Regions from separate parts of the Mus musculus genome. Here region 1 is linked to region 2. The links are chromatin contacts, called in public HiChIP or PLAC-seq maps. All regions are on one chromosome and are shown on one strand. The core of a region is the stretch at or near the end of the contact, and the rest is flanking DNA. Distances in the headings are between cores, read along the strand shown. Region 1 has its middle 34 kb from the start of Gm26578. Region 2 has its middle 260 kb from the start of 7420700N18Rik.

Region 1 (2,700 bases), core at 102-2,601, 350 kb before region 2:
CATTCCAGGCAGGACACAGCCTCTGAGTTCTTGCCCTCAGCGTGTGTTTGGTAAACCCACTCTGCAGATCAACATGAGAAGGTGACATCCTGTAAAGCACCTGTGCAGTCACAGAGCCTTCGCTAAGAGATGAAGAACTGAAACCTGGGTCTGGCTGGCTGGTCCCGAAGCCTGCAACTGTCAATTTCTTCACCTCCCCACCCCGTCAGAGGCTTCCTGATTCACTTTCCCGTATAGCCTTCCAGAATAAGCGCTTTCCAAATCATACTTGTTATGCAAAACTTCATTTCCCGTTTTATTCTAAAACTGTTTGCTTAGAATGCCAAAAGTTCTCCATGAATTACAGTGTTCTGTAAATCTATTAAAAAAAAAAAAAAAAAGACTTGGTTCTCTAAAGACCCCAGTTGCTTCCCACTCTTGTCCCTTAGGATCCCACCATCTTTGGATATTGTTCCTTTTGTCTGTTTTAGTGGCTTTTTAAAATAATTGACACCTCTTCAACCCTCATCCTTAAGAATTTCTATTTAAGAAGCTTTGTCCCTCTGGACTTTCCCGTGGAGGTAGACGTAAAATGGTCAGGCTCCTCTCTGTTCAGCTCTCTGAGGGCCATTGGTAATGGTGGGAGGCCAAACAATCTTTAAACACTCAGAAAGTGAATAGAAAGCCTCCCCCTTTCAATTGTAAAAAGGAATATTGTAGTGACATCAATTAACTAACCATCATTTGTATTGAACAACAAAAAAGTAGCTAAAATGGTAAAAAATTACCACCCCCAAATCCCAGTAATGTACTGGAATGAATATAAAGGAGATAAATCTTAGCACAATGATGTCATGTTTACCTGGCTTTCAAGTAAGAAGTGCATCAGAACTTGCAGAAAGAGAAAGGGGGAGGGAAGAACGGGAGGAAGAAGAGGAAAAGGAGGAGGAGGAGAGAGAGGAGGAAGAGAAAGAGAAGGAGGAAGAGAAAAAGGCGGAGAAGGAAGAGAAAGAGCAGGAGGAAGAGAAAGAGGAGGAGGAAGAGAAAGAGGAGGAAGAGAAAGAGGAGGATGAAGAGGAGGAGGAAGGAGAAGGAGAAGGAGAAGAAGAGGCAGCAGCAGCAGCAATTACAAGAAAAGAAAGAAAAAGCCCAAATATGACAATAATTTGCTAACTACATCTTCTGTCATATTTTTAAGGCTAGGTCACAGGTCTATAACAAATAAAGAATAAAATCTTGCTTTGACCACAGAAACGTTAAAGAGTTTTAAAGCTTACATCAACAGAGATTTGCTAGGCACCCTTAGGTGAACTCATCCCTGGGGCATGCATCCCAAGTAGACAGCCTGCCCAGAGGTCTGAGATGTCTTCATTGAGCTGAGCCAGAGGGTCTCTAATTGGGGACAGCTGTGGCCACAGCCCTAATTAGCCAGGCCTGTTGAACACTCATCCGAAGCTGTTGGCAACCTGGCCAGGACTTCATCCAGCGTGTTGTCATGGCGTGTTGCCTTTACACCTTGGCAGCATGACATTGATCTGTTAGGACTCTTTTATTCCTGTGTCCTCACTGAGGGGTTCTCGCATTTCAGTGAGCACAGCATAAGAGAGAGCTCTTTGGCCCTTGTGGCATGAGGTATGTATGACAGATGGGCAACCACGCAGTCTAAAGCATTTTTCATTTTTATCATAGCAATTTCAAGTATTCCACTTTCTTTTATTTTCCCATAAATCATCAAGGTTGCTGAGAAAATGCAGGAATTGTGCAGATCTCCTTTGCTCCCAGATTCTCTTTTGTGTTTGAAGTGAGTACAGAAATGATCTATCACGTGTTATAGTCCAGAATTCTTGGGGAAAAATATTATTAAATCCTTTAATTCAATCTTGAGGACATTTTTTTTAACCATAAAATATGAAGTTTTGCAAAGAATGGTTTTCATGCTTGGTCATTAAAAGCAAGGGCTCTAGGGTCCGGTTTGTATGTTCAGTTCGGGGATCGGGAGGGATGAGGCTTCAGAGTGGCAGCTGTGTGATGACAAGCAAGTTGCTCTTTTTCTCGGTTGCCATTTCTTCATCTTGGTATAAGGATAGTAACACTCCAGCCCAGAGATTTGTTATGTAACAAGAGGCAATGAGTATAAAGCTTAGACCTGAGCCTGGCACATAACAGATGTTCAATAAGCTATTACCATTCTAAGGGGATTTATTGTTGAAAGTACAAAGAGGAACTTATTTAACACCATTTCTTTTGCTTTGAAGTTGCTTTGAGGAATACTGTAATAGTATCTTCATGCATTTATTCTAAGTGAACTACTGGATGTTTTGAGCAGTTCTAGTTGTGAGGTGAGTTGTTCAGTACATACCTATAATCCCGGGTTGGCAACGCAGGAGGCTCGTGGCTTCAAGCTATAGAGAAGAGAAGGCTGGGTAATTGCAACAAGCATAACAACACCAATTTTAAGTATGAAAATTGCTCTTATCTGTAAATTCACATGCATTTTTTCCCATGGAGAAACGGCCAGTGTTATAAATCTCTTGTAGATGGAGATGTGATTCGACTTTTATAGTTCATTATAATAATTTAAAAATTATTGTAGCTGCTATGAAGTGAAATTTATATGACCTTTACTGATTCTCAGTTTACTGTCCCCTTCCCCTCTTTTTCCATCTCCTTCAAGCCTGGCACATGTGGCTTCATGGAAAAAATTGTGCTAAGTTCAGTAGT
Region 2 (2,700 bases), core at 44-2,543:
AGAAAAGTTTTAATGTAAGAAAGGGAGAAAATTTCAAATTAAATTGAAAATAAAAGAGAAGCAGTGACTTATTTAATGTACAAGGAACCAGAGAAGTTGGTATTAAAACCTAGCCAAAGAGCCCAGCAGACAAAACTGCGATGGGTTGTCACTGGCAGGCATTACCAAAGACACAGAGTTGTGAGGACCCCAGTATTGCCGATCAGAAAATGTTTTAGTGTAACTAGTTTCAAGAGCAATACAAAAAGCTGAGAGCATATTCTAAAGATTTTTTTCCCCTCACAAATATCATACATTCTTTAACCAACGCAAACGATAAACATTTATCTGGCAAGAGAATAGATCAATAAATACTAACTAGTAATGAGAACAAAAAATTCCTTCTGTTCTATCAGTGTGGGTGAGCCACTTGGCTATTGATGATTTGAGCAGGAAGAATACATTACAGAAAATGTACAAAGTTCAGTTTATTTATATTTATATAATGTGCTTTTATTTAAGTCAATACTATGTACTATTTTGCCCCAAAATGCCTCTGAATAGAAAATGTGTGATTAAGCATAGAGTTTGTTTCTAAGAGTCGGGGGCAAAACATGTGAGTTAGCATGGACAACCTTCAAGTTAGTGGTTTGTTCTCTTCTTCTGTTAGTGCTAGATGTGATGTTGTTATTTATATGTCCTAAATGTTCTAACTAATTTCCACTATATTTTTTATAACGTGTGTCATATGGTACACGTTCTGTCACATACCTGCAATCTCAGCACTTGGGAGAGTAGGGCAGAAGGATGTTAGCTTTGTGGCCAGTCTGAGCTAAACAGTGACATCCTATCTAAACGTTAAAAAAAAAAAAAAAAGGGTGGGGGAGGGGAGAAAGGCATGCCTAGCTGAGACACTGACTTTGAAGATGGAAGCTGAAATTCTGCCTATGGTCCAGGACGGATATTGCTGAATCTATTTAAGGACTTAACATTAGTCCAATTTTCCTATTTCCTGACTTGATGATGATGATGATGGATGGGCTCAAGGCTCCCCTGGACTCCTTCAAATCCTCTCGAGATGAGTCGTCTGCATCACAGGATGCTCACCCCTGCCCCTCTCCAATACAAAATCAATATGAATCTGACCATGGATTGTGTATCAGGTAGCTCCTGGCTGCCTGCCGCAGTCTACCGCTCTCTCCTATGCAGCATGGCCATGCTGTCTTTGAGAGCTGTTTCTGTCCAGGAACAGAGTCAGATTTCTCATTAGTCTGTGAAATAGCTGATGGACTTGCTGTATTCTCAGCTGAAATTCCCAGCACTGGCTGAGTCATGACTAAGATCCTGTTGAAGCCAGCCTGAGCTGCTTTCTCTGTTTATGGCCACAGAGGGATAAAAAGCAAAAATCTAAAGCTTACCATTTGGAGTCAGGCTGCATTTAGATGCATCCACTGGTCCTTTGGTGCTTGATCATCTGAAGGGTTGTTGGAGTGCTCTCTACTTTTAATTATAAGCCATTGAAATCCACATAAGAATTATGACTGAAACCAGGAGCCTGGCGTTATAACAGAATCAGAATTTTTGTGTTTTTCCGTGAAGGAAGCAAGGAAGTGAGAATCACTCAGTAAGTTCTGAATAAATCATGTCCCTGGCTCCAGTGCACAGGGACCCAGCATTTCCTCTGTGAGGCCCAGCTGATGGACCTCTATAAAAATCTTAGCAGGCACTTAGGGCTCAGCAGGAGCTCTGTTGGGATGAAATCATGGAGCACCAGAGGACAGCACCCCATCCCATCCCCATGGCAACTGTCAATCTCTTAGGAACAGAGATGATGTCTAGGGTTTGTGTTTTCTCTGGAGATGGCCTCTGGGAATGAGAAGCCTTATTAAATTTCAAAGATCCAAGTACTGAGATGCAAGGGAGGTTTTCTCTTCTTATGTACTGGGTAGGGAATCTTCTTATTGGGAAACAAACCTTAGCTGACCCGATAGGGGTTATTGGTGGCCATATTTTGCTCCAAACTTGGAGATAATGAATGAGGGAAAAGGAGAACGAGAGATGAGCCCTAGAATCCATCCTATGTGCATCCACTGAGATGTAAGCCAGGCAGTATATGATCTCACTTCCACATCCACAACTTTTTCCTGTTGTTCCGCCTGTCCCACCACAACAGAGTATATTCTAGACTGTAAACCAAGATGAATCCTGTCTCCCTTAAGTGTTTTACAGCATCAACAAAGTAACTCACTTAATAAAATTCCCACTTCTGTTTGAATGCACATGACACACTAAGACACGGGGCTCTAAGAAGTAATGAATTAACTGATCTGTGAATTCTGGAATTGACATCTTGCATCTGCACGCAGTACCCAGTGCACATTAACGAGAGGGTGAGAACTGCTAATACTAGACAGGTGGAGTTAGGATTCTTAGTAGGTGGTCAAACTCTCTGGCCAGAGAGATGAAAGTCCCTTTCATGTTTTTCTGCAAAGAGCAAAAGACTCGCATGTTGAAATGAAATAATCGCCTGAAGAAGGAGCTACGTTAAGGGACCAAGACGTTTTTGCTAAGGTCACAAATCCCAGAAGATCTTGAAGTTCAGATGAGGTCACACTCTGATCACTTGGGTTGTATATAAAATTGACTTTATTACATATAAAAACCTACAATTTAAAAAACCACTGTCAAAACATAGAAGACATATTTAATTGACATGTTTTA

The links. HiChIP or PLAC-seq counts read pairs in DNA pulled down with a chosen protein or histone mark.
Region 1: a CTCF HiChIP or PLAC-seq map of the NIH/3T3 cell line shows a contact between it and region 2, with 7 read pairs. The contact joins two enhancer-like sites.

What each region holds. Positions count from the first base shown.
Region 1 is chr8:31,974,647-31,977,346 of GRCm38.p6, reverse strand. It overlaps a transcript of Nrg1 not described here. Among named protein-coding and RNA genes, the nearest start is that of Gm26578, 34 kb to the left of the region's middle. Within about 2 kb of position 1,351, at least 17 of the 459 cell types and tissues checked have an H3K27ac peak or open chromatin away from gene starts, as enhancers often do. A contact at or near this core is called in the NIH/3T3 cell line, where this site is marked.
Region 2 is chr8:31,626,939-31,629,638 of GRCm38.p6, reverse strand. No RefSeq gene overlaps it. Among named protein-coding and RNA genes, the nearest start is that of 7420700N18Rik, 260 kb to the right of the region's middle. Within about 2 kb of position 1,293, at least 25 of the 459 cell types and tissues checked have an H3K27ac peak or open chromatin away from gene starts, as enhancers often do. A contact at or near this core is called in the NIH/3T3 cell line, where this site is marked.